Regions from separate parts of the Mus musculus genome. Here all the other regions are linked to region 4. A link is a contact called in public promoter capture Hi-C and targeted proximity ligation data. All regions are on one chromosome and are shown on one strand. The core of a region is the stretch at or near the end of the contact, and the rest is flanking DNA. Distances in the headings are between cores, read along the strand shown. Region 1 holds the start of Ankrd1 (ankyrin repeat domain 1 (cardiac muscle)). Region 2 holds the start of Hhex (hematopoietically expressed homeobox). Region 3 has its middle 25 kb from the start of Gm41842. Region 4 holds the start of Tnks2 (tankyrase, TRF1-interacting ankyrin-related ADP-ribose polymerase 2). Region 5 holds the start of Exoc6 (exocyst complex component 6). Region 6 overlaps Kif11 (kinesin family member 11).

The links. Promoter capture Hi-C pulls out the DNA fragments that hold promoters and counts their contacts.
Region 1: a contact with region 4 is called in a promoter capture Hi-C map of second pharyngeal arch cranial neural crest. A contact is called at or near these places in 5 of 39 promoter capture datasets (the HPC-7 cell line, the SN4741 cell line, cranial neural crest and 2 more) and 7 of 130 datasets of targeted methods (DN3 thymocytes, cardiomyocytes, extraembryonic endoderm stem cells and 4 more).
Region 2: a promoter capture Hi-C map of pre-B cells shows a contact between it and region 4, with 3 times the contacts expected there. A contact is called at or near these places in 5 of 39 promoter capture datasets (cranial neural crest, embryonic stem cells, liver and 2 more) and 2 of 130 datasets of targeted methods (effector CD8 T cells and pro-B cells).
Region 3: a contact with region 4 is called in a targeted proximity ligation map of pancreatic cancer cells. A contact is called at or near these places in 1 of 39 promoter capture datasets (pre-B cells), 1 of 484 Hi-C or Micro-C datasets (B cells) and 3 of 130 datasets of targeted methods (embryonic stem cells, large pre-B cells and pancreatic cancer cells).
Region 5: a contact with region 4 is called in a targeted proximity ligation map of pro-B cells, with 4 times the contacts expected there. A contact is called at or near these places in 2 of 39 promoter capture datasets (erythroid cells and pre-B cells), 5 of 484 Hi-C or Micro-C datasets (the G1E-ER4 cell line, embryonic stem cells and pre-B cells) and 6 of 130 datasets of targeted methods (embryonic stem cells, large pre-B cells, memory CD8 T cells and 3 more).
Region 6: a contact with region 4 is called in a targeted proximity ligation map of pancreatic cancer cells. A contact is called at or near these places in 2 of 484 Hi-C or Micro-C datasets (cranial neural crest and erythroblasts) and 9 of 130 datasets of targeted methods (the 230-238 cell line, the NIH/3T3 cell line, bone marrow-derived macrophages and 5 more).

Annotation. Positions count from the first base shown.
Region 1 is chr19:36,118,545-36,121,264 of GRCm38.p6, forward strand. Ankrd1 (ankyrin repeat domain 1 (cardiac muscle)) reads right to left here and starts at 1,300. Exons shown (of 9, transcript NM_013468.3): 1 at 1,211-1,300; 2 at 675-854. The coding sequence starts at 1,237.
Region 2 is chr19:37,433,241-37,436,126 of GRCm38.p6, forward strand. It overlaps Hhex (hematopoietically expressed homeobox), which reads left to right and starts at 1,601. Exons shown (of 4, transcript NM_008245.3): 1 at 1,601-1,993. The coding sequence starts at 1,630.
Region 3 is chr19:37,520,304-37,523,013 of GRCm38.p6, forward strand. No RefSeq gene overlaps it. Among named protein-coding and RNA genes, the nearest start is that of Gm41842, 25 kb to the right of the region's middle.
Region 4 is chr19:36,832,901-36,835,600 of GRCm38.p6, forward strand. Tnks2 (tankyrase, TRF1-interacting ankyrin-related ADP-ribose polymerase 2) reads left to right here and starts at 1,332. Exons shown (of 27, transcript NM_001163635.1): 1 at 1,332-1,836. The coding sequence starts at 1,638.
Region 5 is chr19:37,548,716-37,551,689 of GRCm38.p6, forward strand. It overlaps Exoc6 (exocyst complex component 6), which reads left to right and starts at 1,703. Exons shown (of 22, transcript NM_175353.2): 1 at 1,703-1,850. The coding sequence starts at 1,750.
Region 6 is chr19:37,390,140-37,392,980 of GRCm38.p6, forward strand. It overlaps Kif11 (kinesin family member 11), which reads left to right. Exons shown (of 22, transcript NM_010615.2): 7 at 173-263; 8 at 510-752. Among named protein-coding and RNA genes, the nearest start is that of Kif11, 15 kb to the left of the region's middle.

The DNA of each region.
Region 1 (2,720 bases), core at 50-2,549, 710 kb before region 4:
TCTAATTTTAATCTAAGTCATATTTACTTCCTTTGCTTGTAGAACTAGTCCTTGACTAATTGGTTAGAGGCACGACATAGTCTCTCAGTAATCATTTTGTAATTAGTACCATAAAGCCCAGATTTCTATAGAATTTGTTTTCTCATTCTCAAAAACTAACATATGTTTTAACCAAGGGTAGAAAATACAGATAAATTCACAAATACTGATGCCATTCTCCTTCACGAGTCTCTGAAACGGAGATTACTGCTGCACTTCTAAATTTGTGTTAGTAATCTACAAAAATTCAATAAATAAATTTCAATAAACATGGCAAGCTTATTCTATGACCCGTGGGCCACAACTCAATGTTATCAAAAAGAACAAATCGCCTTGGCTCAAATTGAGTAGGCAGTGTGTGATGTTGGAGCTTTTCTGGTTATCATTATCTGTCTGTCCTTTGATCAAAACGTGGTCATAGCACATTCAATCATTGATTCAACCCTCCACACAGGAGGAATCCAAAAGTAATTCCCCCAGTCATTTCCATGTGCACTGCTTCTTTGCATCATGCGCTTCATATCTGGTGAAAAGACATCTTTAGAGCAGTTTTTATTTGTTTTCCTCCTCTCTTCCCCTCTTCCTCAGGGACCTCCGTACCCCACTCCCACTAGGATTTTGTGGGAGGTCCTCACCTCTGCCTCTCGCAGTTTCTCGCTTTTCCGTTGTTCCTCCCCCTGCTTCACGCTGTTGGCCGGAAGTGTCTTCAGGTCCTCTTGCTTCTCCAAAGCAACAGCAGCTTCATATTCTCCATTTCTGAACTCCCCAGGAAGGAATTCCCCTGCGGCCCCATTGCTGTTCTTTTTGCCTGTTACCTGTATGTGAAGAAGATGTTGAAGTCAGAAGCAAAGCTACCCATCTTGGGGTAACTGTCCACAAACAATGCCACAGGAGGTCCTTCCTCTCCATCCAGCGACAGCCACCTTCAGGCGGTGCACTGTCTGGAGCATAGCTCCAGGTATCCCAGGTGCCTGCCTTCCTCTCACAATTAAGATGAGCATCAGGTTAGCACATGAAAATTCACTTTTAACCCACTCAACCCACTCAACCACCTTCTCTTAGGAAGTCACTAACGCCAACCCCACATTATTCCTGAGAAAGAAAAACCATCTGTATTTTCAAATAAAAGCCAAGATTAAAAAAAAAAAAAAAAAAAAGATGTTTTACATACCAGCTCCTCTACTCTCAGTACCATCATGTTGGCAGCCGTGAGTCTATGTTTTTCTCTCTTGTGGATGAACCCCTGGAACTGGCCCTGTGGAGCCCCTCCACACCAGCCCGTTATATAGCTAGGGCTGGGTGAGATAATCTTCCAGCCTGGGAAGCCAAGTCACACCCCTGCCCCCACCAGTGGCCAATTCAGAGGCAGGTGAATTTTCATTCCAGACTTAGTGTCTGGGAAGCCCAAGAGGGAGATGACAAGCTGGCCGCGGCGTATGCGAATCAGGAAGAAATGTGAGAGGGTCATTCCTTTGGCAGTGACCACACCGCTCAGCAATGCGAGTCATCCCACGTATCGGGAAGCCAGGGGACAGCTGCCTGTTAATATTGCACCACATCGCTGCTCTTTTTCCTTCTTTGTCAGCTCTCATATGACTAACGTATCAAGAAAATGCAAGCACTGTGCATCACACTTACAGCCATATCTTTCTGATAACTGGACTTATCAGCACTCCAGTTGGCTGGGAAGTGTTGCTTTGGGACATCCTATTTCTGGGGATAATCAGCCCGAGGGGAAGGAGATGGGTCTGGGTGCCACTTGTCTCTATCTGTTTGGAATTCTCTGGAGTGATGTCTGCAGCTAAAATGGCCCTGTGACATGCCATCGTACCAGCATTAGGAGAAATTGAAAGCATTCAGTAATGCACTTTGACTCTATGGTGTCACTGGCCATAATTAGTGCACCACAGGCTCACCGTGTTCTAAATCTGAAGGCTAATCAGAGGATCTACCCCAAAACGGGCCGAAGTGATGCACAGAGAGATGTGAGTCCAGTTCTTAGCAGAAGCACAACTTGGATGCTGTCAGTAAAGTTTCCCAATGCTGTGGGAAAAGCTTAAGAGAGCCCGAGAAAAATGTGCGTCTGAGGCTGGAGACTCATGGGCTAATGATAGAGCATCTGCCTAGATACACGGGGCTCTCGTGTTCTATTCCTAACACGGAAACAAAAAGGCCCCAAGCTTTGCTGTTGAGAGAGGCAAAAATACTTGTTTCTGGCTTGTCATCGCTAAGATATTAAAATGTGAAAAATATAAATATTTAGATCTTTTTATAGTTCGAGGAAAGATTCTATCGTAAGAGCCACATAAAATACTTTTTTTATTTTTTATGAAAGAGGAGAGTGAAGGGGGTGTCAGTAGAAGAGGGAAGTGTTAATTAGGGTGTTGTGTATGTTTGTTATGCTGGCCATCATATATCTGTCTCTCCTCACTCACCCTTCCATGAACATGGGGTAAGAACCCCCACCCCACTTCAGCTGTTCAACCAGCAAATTGTGTTTCTAGAATCTTCAGTACAAGACATTGCCCTGAAAACCAACACACTAATACCTTGTCCTTCGTGGGTTCCCCTCTCCTAGTGTTCTCTCTGTCCTATCTGTCCTGAGACGCTATCAATGGATAACTGTTGGTCTTCTCGTTTTCATGGTTAACACTATTTTCTTTGACCTCTTGAAGTGACAA
Region 2 (2,886 bases), core at 351-2,850, 600 kb after region 4:
CCTTTTTATGGTTCACATAACAGGGTGAACACACGGAGATATAGCCTTACCAGCCCCCAAGGTTTTAATTCTAATAGCGGCGCTTCACACTCACTGGTTTGTTTGTGCTAATTAACGGCTTTTGTCTGTCATTATTCTGAAAGATGTCCGTGACTCCATCCCCAAGCAGTTAGGAACCTTTATGTCAAGTCCCAAACGGGACAGGTGAGAAAAGCCCAGGGCAATAAACTGACAGACTCAACTCAAGTGCTCTTCTGACTTGGAGTCACTCACACCCTAGGCTCCTTGACACCTACCTATCTTTCAAACATTATTTCCTTTGGGAAGACTTTTCCTTTTTCAAAGTGACTCTCTCCTTTACCCGAAAGGAGGGGCTGGAGCTCCTTAAGGTTTCGACCCTTACACACGATTTCTCCCTAGTAGATGTGACTGTGTTCGTTTCCTGCTTCCACCAGGGCAGAGACTGCCTCTCTCGTTTGCTAATGACACACAGTAGTTGCTCAAGAAAATAAGGTGTGAAGTGAAACTCGGACCCAGGTCCTCTGGCTATTTCGCCTTCAGTCCCACTGCAGCTGAAGATTAATTCCAAAGGATAAAACTAAATATCTCAGTTGAAAAAAAAAAGCCAGGGAGTTTTTCTACTAATAGAAGTCCTTAGCAGAAACTGCCCAACTCAAGGTGTGGTCACCCCAGGAGGGCGTCAATCAAGAAAATGCCCCTTTGCCCCAGAGGCGAGTGAAGCCGCACAGAGCTGAGGCCACACTGAGCAGCGCACCACGGCTTTGAATAGAAAACACGTGTAAAACCTCAGAGGCCGGCTAAGCGCAGCTGTGTCCTTCAGGGCCTGGGGACAGAGGTCCAGGAGCACCTCCCACCCCCATTGGATCGAAGAACACTGCATAGCCTCTGTCCTGCGCCATACGATTAAGGTTCTATCTTGATACCGGTCTGGAGCAGATTCCGTTAGCATCCAGGGAGGTGGCCGAGCTAGGGGGTCCTCAAATAGGTCTGGAACACCTGCAGCCTCGCTGTCAGTACCCGTCTGGGACTAGGACGCAGCCAACGGCTTGGGTCTTCTCCTTGGAGCGCCGAGCTGCGGAGGTCCCCCGTTCTAGACAGTGCCACCGTTACCCCAAGAAGCGCAGCCTTCTGGCCGCCCGAAGGTGCCATCCTGCCGGCGGCCTCCTGGCCCGCAGAGTCCCATCGCTTCTCCAGGTTCCAGAGGCTGCCCGAGTTTCAGCAGTGGCGCCATCCCGTCAGGATCCGCGCCCCGCGGCGCACGTCTTGTGACCTCCTCTTCGACGGTCGCAGTCGCTCGCTAGGTGCCTGGAACCTCTGGGGGCGCCTGCGGCGCAGGAACACCCTGGCGGAGGGTCCCCGGAGCCCCACAGCCCGTGCGTCTCGGGGGCGGGAGCTGGGCCGGTGGGGGCGGATCGGCGCGGGGGTTAGTGGGGGGCGGAGGCGAATCTGAAGCCAGCGCCATTGGCCGCAGGGCCTGGCGGCAGGAAGGGGACCGAGCGCGGCCCCACCCCGCGGCTGCCCGAGCCTATCGCCTGGAGCGCAGAGCGCAAATAAATGTAGCGCGGCGCCGCCGGCCGGCAGCTCTCTGCGAGGGGCTGCGGAGCGGCCATGCAGTTCCCGCACCCGGGGCCCGCGGCTGCGCCCGCCGTGGGAGTCCCGCTGTATGCGCCCACGCCGCTGCTGCAGCCCGCTCACCCGACGCCCTTCTACATCGACGACATCTTGGGTCGCGGGCCCGCCGCCCCCACGCCCACTCCCACGCTGCCGTCCCCCAACTCCTCCTTCACCAGCCTCGTGTCCTCCTACCGGACCCCGGTGTACGAGCCCACGCCGGTCCACCCCGCCTTCTCGCACCACCCGGCCGCCGCGCTGGCCGCCGCCTACGGCCCCAGTGGCTTCGGAGGCCCTCTGTACCCGTTCCCGCGGACGGTGAACGACTACACGCACGCCCTACTCCGCCACGACCCCCTGGGTAAGGCGGCCGGGGCCGAGTGAGGGCGTCCGTGAGGAAGGCGCTCCCGGCGGGTGGCAGCGCGCGGGAGGCGGCAGGGGCGGACGGACGGGAAGCGCAGTGGAAAAGTTGCGGCGAGCTCTCGGAGCGAGCGGCTCGCGGGTGCATGCGGGGCCCCGGTACTGGGAAGCTCGGCGACTCAGATTGCTTTTCCTGCACCTTGCAGACGTCGGGGCAAGCGTAGTCGGGAGAGACCTGGGGCTCCCGGGGAGGTGGAGGAGGGCGGCCCTGGCCACGCGTGTCGCCCCGGGGTGGGTGGGGGACTCCCTTAGCGAGCGGCCCGGAGAAGAGGACGTCGGGGCGCCCTGAGCCTGGCCCCTGCAGGGCAGGGAGAGCTGCCTGCCCGGGCGGTTCCTGGGCTGGGCTTGGTTCAACAAGCTTGTGCAGTGAAGGAGCCTGACCCTTTCCGTTCATACAGGAAATCTTGAGTTCTCGATAGGAGTAAATCTGGTTTCTGAAGCTGTTAAGTGTTTTCCTGGCTGCATGAAGCAGACCCTTCCCCCGGAGTAGTGCACGCTGCTGATTATTTTATCGACATCCTCAATACAGACAAATTCAGGAAACACTCGACGTCTGATAGCCAGGATCCGTTTTTCTGATATTGTTCATTTCCTCTGTGTGGGATGTGACTTTATGGCAGCTAAAATAACCAGTTGCTTCCTCTCTGCCTCTCCCGCCACCCCCCACCCCCATCTTTGGAGGCTGTTTTGCACCAAGTCTGAAGCCTGACGCAAGCAAAATCTCGGGGGGAAAAAAAAACAATGCCAACTTTCAAAATGTTTAGGTGTAGGTCTGTGGACATAGGGACGGACGGACGGACAGACGCACCACCATCAATTTGGAGAAGGAAAGTG
Region 3 (2,710 bases), core at 33-2,532, 690 kb after region 4:
AACGATTGTATGAATGACCTCGACAGTCTTTGACAACTTTAAAACTTCACAAGAACATTTCTCTTTCATTTCACAGAAGCAAAACACATTACTTTCTGATTCATCTCTCTTAGTCAAGGAAGCAAGCTTCCACGTGTTTAGAGTTCCTGGATATTATAGTACTTTATTTATTGCTTGGAGAGTCTTAAGAAGAGGCTGGACTGAAAGACTATGAATTAACCCAGTGGTCCATATTACCTAAAAAGGAGAAAAGTTTAAAAACCCTGACCAGATGCTTTGAAGAAGGCAGATTATGAATATCTGGGTCAGAGACATCAATTCAGATACTAAAAAAGAAAAAAATTTGAGTTTTCTGTGAAGGAGTGAGGGAGGGAAAGAAAAAGACACACACACACACACACCACACACACACACACACCACACACACACACACACAGAGAGAGAGAGAGAGAGAGAGAGAGAGAGAGAGAGAGAGAGAGAGAGAGAGAGGAGACAGAATCCCCATCTTGGGTATACAGGCAATCCGGAAGGCTCAGCCTTGTTACCCACTGAACTTCCAGGATACTGGGCTCGAGAGCAAAGCCACACTGTGGGCTGCAGAGCGCTGACGTCCTGTTCTCCACAGGTAATGAGGATATTCTGGCTGGCCTGGCACTTAGCCATGCCAGGAAGCCCGCTGGAATCTTGACTTTGTGGATTAAGAAATGGCAGGAAGTTTACCAACGTCCGGAGTTCAGGAGCACAGCTTTGCCCTCAGGTCAGCAGTGGGAAGTCTTGGATGAAGGCTAACATGCTTATTTTTGCATAAACTTTGAACTCACTCTGATAGGCTATCGGTAAGTGGGTAGATTTGGTATGGGGAGGGATGGTTCGGGGGACACTAACAGACTTGCAACTTCAGAACCGCACGTTCATTGACTCAGCTCTAATGTCGCAGTCACCCACGGATACTCCTAGCCCGAGTCACCCCCTTGGCCTCGTGACCCTACTCATTTTGTTGGACTAGACGGAGCCTTTGTTCAAGTAGACTTTCTCTACCCTAGTCCCACAGCCGAACAAAGCTGGAACATGGCACAAAGCCAAGCTGGGCCTGGCTTTGTTCGATTTTGTTGTTCTTTTGTTCTTTCTCTGTGTCTCTGTCTCTATCTCTGTCTCTCTCCTTTCTGTCATGGACAGGGTCTCCTGTCGGTGAGGTCAGCTTCAAACTCTATGCTCTCCTGCCTCCATCTCCCAAATGCAGGGCTTCTGGGCAAGCGCTGGACATCTGGTCTCATTCTGGATCCCTTATCTCTATGGCCCTTCTGGCTTCTCAGCTCTTGCCTTGTATATTTCTCTAGGCCCTTATCTGTTGTTCTGTTGTGAGTGGATTATTTTATACCTTTATTTTTCTTCTCTTCCCACCTCATTGTTACAAGGACCTTGCTTCCTGTCTACTGAGAAAATAAAGTCAGCAGAAGGAAACTTCCATAGGTTTCCACAACCTTATAGATCCACTGACCAACATTTGGGTTCATAGACTATATTCTCTCTCTCTCTCTCTCTCTCTCTCTCTCTCTCTCTCTCTCTCTCTCTCCCTCCTTATTTTGTCTCCTTTAACTCCCCTCATCTACAGAAACTGCTCTTGTAAGACAGCCACTGCAGTGGAGTTTTTCATCTTGAGGTAACCTGAGATTTGAACCCACCCTTAGGATAGGAAGTAGAAGGATAGGCGTAGCCTGGTTGTCTAGTGACTTGGGGGGGGGGGCAGACAAGACCTAGCCTGCATTAGTCACATCTAGAAGTGTTTGTGAGTTTTCAATTAACAATATAATTTGTACTGAATAGAAAATTTGGTATAAAAGTAATGAGACTAAACGTATAGGTGTTCACTAAAGAGAAAGTTCATTACACCCAGGTTCTGAGGATGAAAACATTGTTACTATGCTCAGTTTCATTTACTGAGATGACATCATCACCATCATCATCATCATCACCATCATCACCACCATCATCATCACCATCACCACCACCATGATCATCACCATCACCACCAGACACATTTCTGTGCAACACAAACTTCAGATCTCTACAAAGGCCATTACTACTCTACTGCGAGAGCAAAAGAACCAGAAGGTTTTCTGAGGAATCAGAATTTGGCCAACGTGATATTGACCTATATTTGGACTTTTAGACTTATTTTTTTTTTAAATTGTTTGTATGCATGAGTGTTTGTGTGGAGGGTTGTGCACATGAGTGCAGGTGCTCCCAGAAGCCAGAAGAGGACACTGGATCCCCTGGAGCTGGAAATAAGAGGCTACTCTGAGCTGCAGGATTGAATTTAAGGGTTCTCTCTCTACACAAGCGGTAGATGCTCTTAGCTGATGAGCCATTTCTCAGCCCTGAAACACAGTCTTTTTTTTTTTTTTTTTTTTTTTTTGATACAGAGTTTCTCTGTATAGCCCTGGCTGTTCCTGGAACTCACTTTGTAGACCAAGCTGGCCTCAAACTCAGAAATCCTCCTGCCTCTGCCTCCTGAAACACAGTCTTAAACCTTAAATTTCACTTCCACCTCCAAGGCTATTTATTAACTGTAAGCCTAGTTATAAAGAGAGACTAGTTATAGGTGTGGAGAGATAGTTCCAAGATCTTTGTTCTGTGAAATTCAGGTCAGGGCATGTGGACACGGCTCACCTTTAAGATGACTTCTGATTGGTGGAAAGATCATGTTGCT
Region 4 (2,700 bases), core at 82-2,581:
CTCAAGAAGTGTCCCTGCTTTTCTCCCACAGAAGTGAGTCAACGCTCCCTAACAAAAACTGGATTTCCTGAAAAACAGGTTAAGTAATTCACAGGGGAAATGCTTGTCAGCGTGCCAAAAGTCAGCACTTTCTTGCAAGCAAAATCTCTGTATTCCTTTCTTTCGGGTTCCTGAAACAAGATGTCACTACTACCTTAAACACAGCTAACATTCTTTCCAGGCTCCGCCCAACAGTTACCTGGCAACAGCCAGGTAGGCCTGGCTGTTTGTCCCCCTTCTCTCTCAGACTCTTCTCCTAACCCCTTTCTCCCTCTCTCCCATCCCCCCTCCCCCGTCTCTCTCCACGTGTTCCTGGCCGGCCTCTCTTCTTTTTCTCTCTTCCTCTGTCCTTCTCTGCCTCTACTCTCTTCTCTACTCCCCTTCCCATGCCCTAAATAAACTCGATTCTACACTACACCCGTATGGCTGGTACCTCAGGGGTAAGAAAGGGATGTTTCAGCATGGGCCTGCCCAGGAATCCTTCCCACCTTACCAGACCTGGCTCTACAAAACACATCCTTGTTGTTGTTGTTTTTTTTTTTTTAATAAAACACAATAAACACGAAAATGAATTGTGCACTTGTATTCTTTGATCAGAGAGAGAGAGAGAGAAACTTCGGAAAACTTTGATGTGTATGCTTTGTATCAGCACCTCGACCACATCCGGTGCAATGCTGATTTATGTATAGATCCTCGTCAGCGCTGAGCTAATAATTTACTATGGGAAGCGGAGCTAATCACAGCCACCCCACCCCCCAATTGTTGCTTTAGAATTGAGATGAACTTTCTTCGCTTTCTTGATTTATCTGGGGGCCGCTCATCCAAACTTCTCAGTAAGCGTAACGGATTCATTTCTGAGAAAACGCTTATAAGAAAAACAAAAGCAGATGCGGAGAGTTAAGGGAAGAGACACTGTAAAGAAGGCAGGAGGGGGAAGGGGTGAGAAATCTCCCAGGGGGAAGGTACGGAAGCAACACTGCAGAGATTTTCACGCTAAAACTTGCACAAGAAAATGCATAATCAGAACAAAACTTCCCAAGATTCGTCTTCGGTGTCTGAGCAATGAAACTCGTCTCGAGAAGTGTAGGCTTTAATAAAAGAAAAGGCAGCAAGACCTCTCGTTTTTAGCAGAGGCTCTGTAAAGATGGCGGTGGGCCGAAGCCCCTTCTCTTTCCGCAGCCAAAGGCTCTCCCTGCACATTTCCCACAAACCCCTCCGCGCGGCCCCGCTTGCCCAAACTGGCCCGGCCGGAGAGCAGCCACTGCGCACGCGCGAGCCGACGTCACGCGCGCTCCCAGGACCCGACCGAGCTGGCAGGAGTGGTCTCGGCCGCTTCCGCCGTCGCGTCGCTTCGGGGCTCGGCGAGCGGGTTCGCGCTGCCTCCACCGCGGTGGGGCAGCCGGGGCTCACGGAGCCGAGCCGGGGGCGCGCGGCGACGCGGCCATGGGACCGTGCCGACTCTGGTGACAGCGGGGAGCGGAGCGGCCCGGGCCCTGAGCGCGTCTCCTGCGGGGGGCCTCGCCCTCCTGCTCGCGGGGCCCGGGCTCCTGCTGCCTTTGCTGGCGCTGCTGCTGGCGGCGGCGGCGGCGGCCCGGATCATGTCTGGCCGCCGCTGCGCCGGCGGGGGCGCGGCCTGCGCGAGCGCCGGGGCCGAGGCCGTGGAGCCGTCCGCCCGCGAGCTGTTCGAGGCTTGCCGCAACGGGGACGTGGAGCGAGTCAAGAGGCTGGTGACGCCCGAGAAGGTGAACAGCCGCGACACGGCGGGCAGGAAGTCCACCCCGCTCCACTTCGCCGCAGGTAAACGCGGGCCCCGCGGCGCCTCCCGCACGCCCCACCTGCAGGCTCGGGCTTGCAGGCCGCAAGCCGCGCGGCGCTGCCCTGTCTCCGACCTTTCCCCAGGACTCTCACCCTGGCCGCCCGCCCTCCTCTCTCGGGGCTCGTGATGAGGGTGGGGTGAGCGTGCTCTCGGGAAGTTGTTTTTGAGGTTATGGGGTTTTTTGTTTGTTTGTTTGTTTGTTTGTGTGCTGGGAGGGGGGAAGCTTTGTTTTGTTTTACTGTATCAACAATACCTGCCCCGACTTCCGGTCTTATTACCCCGGAGGGCCTCTGCACACAAGAAAGGCTTAGTAGACCTTGTGATTTGAAAGAGTAATTATCTCCAAAAAATGGACCCATGTTTGCAAGTTTCATCGACACTCTTAGTAACCCCTTAAGTTCTAGCGGCCGTCATAAACTGAAATTTTAATTTAGGAGTTATTTTATTAGCTATTGGCTCATTAGAGTTAATTGGATTAGGTTTCTGGAGAGACTAAAACCGGAAATGGGCATGTTTGGGAGACCTGAGATCTACTTAGGTTGTGTGTGGGTGGCCTCTGCCTTACTCCCGCACAAGTCGGGATGGAAAGTGAGCTGAGAGACAAGATAGGACACGCACTTGAGCTTGGATCTAGGATTTTGAGTCATCCTGAGATTTATTGTAGATAGTTTGGAGTTACTTTTAACTACTGGGTTCTCTTTGTGGTACCAGCGTGTTGAAGTTTGCTTGTTGAGGTATTTATTTGAAAAGGCCAGGGATGGGAACCAACTTAATGATTATTCATGTTAAGGACAGTTTGTAACTTTTTAACCTCATAATCAAATAAGATCCTCTTAGCCTGGTAA
Region 5 (2,974 bases), core at 453-2,952, 720 kb after region 4:
CCGACAATGTAGCTGTCTTCAGACATACCAGAAGAGGGCATCAGATCTCATTACAGGTGGTTGTGAGCCACCATATGTTGCTGGGATTTGAACTCAAGACCTTCCGCAGAGCAGTCAGTGCTCTTAACCACTGAGCCATCTTTCCAGCCCCAAAAACTTTTATTAAAAGGGGGCCGGATATGATGGTTCATACCTTTAATCCCAGCACTTGGGAGGCAGAGGCAGTCAGACATCTGTGAGTTCAAGGCCAGCCTGGTCTATGTAGTGAGTTCAAGGCTACCAGAGCCACACAGTGAGAAAGTCATAGGCAAAGACTATGATAGCATTTGGAATCTGGCAAAGAAAAGGAACAAATTCTTTCCTAGAGTCTGGAAAAAAATGCAGTTGTGTCGCCATGTTGACTATAGCCCAGTGAGCATTCTAACAGATTACACTTGAGTCATTTTATGCTCTGGCATTTGTTACAGAAATAATGGAAGTTAATATAATATAGGATGTAGTACAAGGTAGATACCACAGTTATTAGCAGCTGCGGCTGGGGACACTGAGATAGAAAAGTATTAAGTTTTGCCTAGTGTCACATGACTGAGTGGGGTTTGGGACAGTTGTCTTCAGAGGACATGTTCTTAATTGTTTCTCAATATCATCTCCCAGGATTTCTTATGGGGAGGAAGAGGAGGAGGAAGAGGGAGAAAAGGAGAAGGAGGAAAAGGAGGAAGAAGAGGGAAAAAGCTGGTAGTAGAGGCCCAGGGAAGAGAGTGAGTCTGACAGCTGGCTCGTGCAAAGCCTGCCTGACTCACAGGGAAGCTCAGAGCTCCTGAACTTAGGGAGAGCAGAAAATTAGTTGTCCCTCTGGCTAGGTTTGAACTCTTTTCTGACTAATCTTCCATCAGTGCTTTGATCATGACAAGCTGGTTTACACGGTGTCCTAGATACAGGTTGTTAAGCAAGCCTCTTTTTCTACATGTGTCCCTTTGCTCAAGCCACCTGCCATTTCCTTCTACCACTTTATTGCTCATTCTTTCCCCCTAGAAGTCTATTCCCACCCCAGCCCAGCTACCACTCCCTGGGAGCGCTTGGATTCAAGAGCTTCAGCATGAAATCCAACATTGCCCTGGGCCTCTTTTCTACGTTGCCAGCAAGCGCCTTAGTCTTGTTCTCATTTTCCCTCATTTTGATAGTTTATGTCCAATATGACTAACCTCGGTGAACTTGCATCCGGCAGGGGACACGATTTTTTCAGAGCAGTCGAGGTATAGAATTTTTGTTTGTTCTTAAAATAAATCTCAACGACACACTCAGTTTTGATTTTCGGGAAAGCATTTGCTTTTCTCTGACTCCCCACTATTTAAAGCCCATCAGGTGCTCAGTAGCTTCTATCACTATTACTGAGGGCGTGTGACCGAGGGTCACCTCCGTTATTGCTAGGGTACCTGCAGTGCACAACAGCACACACTGCACTAAAACATCTCTAGATAACTAAGGGCAGGTCGCGAGGAAAGATGGAGGTGGTGGTTCCCCTCCCCTCCCGGCCACCCCCCCCCCCCGCCCCGATCCCCACCCTCTCCAGGTCATCCTTACCTCCCCAGGGGCGGGCTCCACCCGGGCGGGCCCCACCCACTGCGCCCCACCCCTCCAGGCCCCGCCCCTCCCCGCCCCGCAGCGCCGCGCCGCGCTTGCGCCACCTGCCGCTCGCTCCTGTGGTCCGCGCGCCGCCGCGCCCGGCCGGCGCCTCCGCTTCCAGCCAAGATGGCGGAGAGCTGCGAGGCTCTGGGCACGGTCCCGGAGCACGAGCGGATCTTGCAGGAGATCGAAAGCACCGACACCGCCTGCGTAGGGCCCACCCTCCGGTAAAGTTCTCACATGCCCCGGCTTTCGGGCTGCCCTGACCAGGGACTCCTTAGGAGCCGGGCGGGGCGTCCGCTGCCGGGTGCGCGCGCGTCGGCCCGACAGGTGGTGCGCGCGGGGGCGGGCGCTCGTGGGCTGCGGGACCCGGAGGGCCCGGGCACCTGTCACCGCGCCGCCTGTGGGTGTGGCTGCCAGGGTGTCTCTGACCCGGAGAGCCGCCCCAGCCTAGGGCCTTGATGCCCCAAGGCCCTGACCCCTAGGCGGAGGCTGTCTGCTCTGTGCTGGGGACGAAGGTCACCTGCAGGTGGCCGGCGTGACTGATCCCGGTGCCAAGTTGCGCGCTGATGGAAACCCCAGCGCACTGACTGCTCTGGGCGTGGGAGAATTGAAATTGAGCGGGAGACGCCAGCACCTTTCTCCCACGCTGCAGCACCCTTCTCCCCGGGCGAGACGCGAGCGTGGGCTGACAGCTCGAGTTCACGCAGGGGTGACGATGCTCTTGGGACAGGAAGCTTTTACTTATTGACAAACGTTATGTTGATTTTGTATTAAAATTTCAGCGTATTTTAAATGGATCCAAACCCACTCTCTTTAGGAATAGTACCAGTTAATGAATAGTCCATACCGGACGGAATACTTTCTGCCCCCATAGACTGGTACTGGTACAGAGCTATTAGCCATTAACACTAGGTTAGACACTTCAAGGATTACAATTTCATCTTTTGCAATTAGGATGAATGAACTTGTGGTTCATTAAGGGAATTTGAGACGGATTGTGCTTTGTCAGTAGTCTTTCTTCAGGACACACTTCCTGGAAATGGAATTCTGTTTTCTCACTGTAAATGTAGATAAAATGAAGTCAGTTCAACTTGTAAATTCACTTTGCCCCAGGGAGCCAGATCATGTGGTGTGTTTCTTGTTTCTTTCTCATAAACCTGTCACTGATGACTGAAAAAATCATTTAACCCCCTTGGCCTTGTTTTTGTATTTGTAGAACGGGGTGGGGTTGGGGTGGGGGTGGGGGTGGGAAGTTGTTTAGAACATGAGAGATCTTGCCCATTTATTCTCTACCTCCAAGCACTTAATAGGCAGGTTATGTTTTTTTATTACAGAAAGTTCCTGCTAT
Region 6 (2,841 bases), core at 297-2,796, 560 kb after region 4:
TCAGTATTGTAGGTAGCAGGTAGAATTTTGTCTTTCCAAGTTCAATTTTCTGATTAATGATGTCTTGGTCCTCCCTGGTACATTCAGAGCTTCCTTTCCTGCTTTTAGTATTTGATAGGGAACAGATAACATTTTCATTGTAATGAGTCGACAACTTGATCTTTTTTTCTAGTCGTTCACACTCAGTTTTTTCTGTTACGATACACATGAAAGAAACAACAATTGATGGAGAAGAGCTTGTTAAAATTGGAAAGTTGAATTTGGTAAGTATCCTGCCTTGATGCCACTGTGCTAGTCTTGATTTCTTCCTGGAAAAGCTGAAATTCTCACTTATGTACAGTATTTTCATAGTTAACTTCATCAACTAGCTTTGAAGTGGGAGAAGGAATTTGTTGTGAAAATTTATTTTACTATGATTTAGAACATGGTATAGAGTAAAATATATAAAAGAATACAAATCTTTGAATCTAAATACAATAGATTGACCTTTTTCTTTTTTTAAATTAAAGGTTGATCTTGCAGGAAGTGAAAATATTGGGCGTTCTGGAGCTGTTGACAAGAGGGCCCGGGAAGCTGGAAATATCAACCAATCCCTCTTGACTCTGGGAAGAGTTATTACTGCTCTTGTGGAAAGAACACCTCATATTCCTTATCGAGAATCTAAACTAACTAGAATCCTGCAAGATTCTCTTGGGGGACGTACAAGAACATCTATAATTGCAACCATTTCCCCTGCATCTTTCAATCTTGAGGTAAGCCCTTTGAGAAAATGCAGCAACCGTGGGAACTATAAGCCTTTCTTAGCTGTCATATTTTTAAAGTTCATTTACTGGCTTCCTTCTCTACTATAAAAATTGAACAATCTGGTACAATAAAAAGCCAGTTATGACTTCCAAAGTAGTTTTTTCTTTCTTTTCTTTTTTTCTTTTGCTTCTTCTTTCTTCTTCCTAATTTTTTCTTTCTCCTTCTCCTCCTTCTCCTCCTCCTCTTCTTCCTCCTCTTTCTTTTTTAAATTTTTCGAGACAGGGTTTCTCTGTGTTCCTCTGGCTGTCCTGGAACTCACTCTGTAGACCAGGCTGGCTTCGAACACAGAAATTCGCCTGTCTCTGCCTTCCAAGTGCTGGGATTAAAGGCATGCGCCACCACCGCCCAGCACTGCCAGTGTTCTTAACAAGTGAGCCATCTTATCAGCCCTGGTTTCACAATTTAAAAAAAAAAGAGAGAGATATTGTCTTAGTCAGGGTTTCTATTCCTGCACAAACATCATGACCAAGAAGCAAGTTGGGGAGGAAAGGATTTATTCAGCTTACATTTCCACATTGCTGTTGATCACTAAAGGAAGTCAGGACTGGAACTCAAGCAAGTCAAAAAGCAGGAGCTGATACAGAGGCCACGGAAGGGTTTTTCTTTGCTGGCTTGCTTCCTCTGGCTTGCTCAGCCTGCTCTTTTATAGAACCAAGACTACCAGCCCAGAGATGGCCCCACCCACAAGATGGACCCCCCAACCCCCCATCACTAATTGAGAAAATGCCTTACAGCTGGATCTCATGGAGGCATTTTCTCAACTCAACTGTGATAACTGTGTCAAGTTGACACAAAACTAGTTAGTACATATATGTATATATACACACACATACATACATACACTCATTTGTTTACTTATTTTGTATGTATGTATGTATGTATGTATGTATGTATGTATGTATGTATGTTTTGGGGGTAGGGGGTCTACAAATAGGAGTCAGAAAATAACTTGTGACTGTCAATTCTCCCCTTGTGGACTCCAGCAGGAATCAAGCTCAGGTCATTTGGCTTGGTGGCAAGTGTCTTTGCTCAGTGAGTCATCTTGCTAGCCCTTCATACATTATTTAAACAATCGAACCAAGATCGCTGGGCCTGAAGGAATGACTCAGTGGTTAAGAGATTTGACTGTTTTACCACATGACCAGTGTTTGATTTCCAGCACCCACATGATGACTCACAACTGTTTGTAACTCCATGCTTAGGGATCTCTTGCCCTTTTCTGACTGCCTTAGGCACTAGGCCTGCACACAGTGCACAGACTTACACTCAGGCAAAATACTCATGCACGTCAATAAAAATATTGCTGAATGTCAGTAGTGATGGGTAGTATGTAGGGTTCATTAAGGACTCAGACCAAGTTAAGTCCTTTTGGGGCACTGAATTCTAGTACTTGGCATGTTATTTTCATTACACTATGCAATGTTAAAATTTTTTTATATATCAACACTTCTTTTTTTTTTTAAAGATTTATTTAGTTTATGTATGAGTACACTGTCGATGTCTTCAGACACAGCAGAAGAGAGCATCAGATCTCATTACAGGTTGTGAGCCACCATGTGGTGTCTGGGAATTGAACTCAGGACCTCTGGAAGAGTAACCAGTTCTCTTAGCCACTGAGCCATCTCTTTAGTCCCCTCTTAATTCTTTTTTAATGGGTGCATAATTAATTATGTGGATATAGGTATTGTGTAACACGGTTTCTGGGATCTCATGAACAAATGTCTACTCACCTCAGAGAACACATGCAGACCAAAGTAAAGACATCACCAGAGCTCAACTCGGTGAGCTAGTGGGTTTTATTGGGGTTACTTACCGTAATATGAGTGAGAGATCACTTGTACAAGGACATCTGAATCACCAGAGCCTCCCCATCCTCAGTGTGCATTTGCTCATGACTGTGTAACTTGCCTTCAGCTCAACAGGCTGACAAAGGGGTGGGGGAGGCCTGCTGTCTGCCTCTTCTAGGCAGCGCGGTTTGTTGGTAGTAGCTCTGCTGGTCTGAGAGTGTCTCGCTGGGAGGGGCCCACTGTGTCTAGT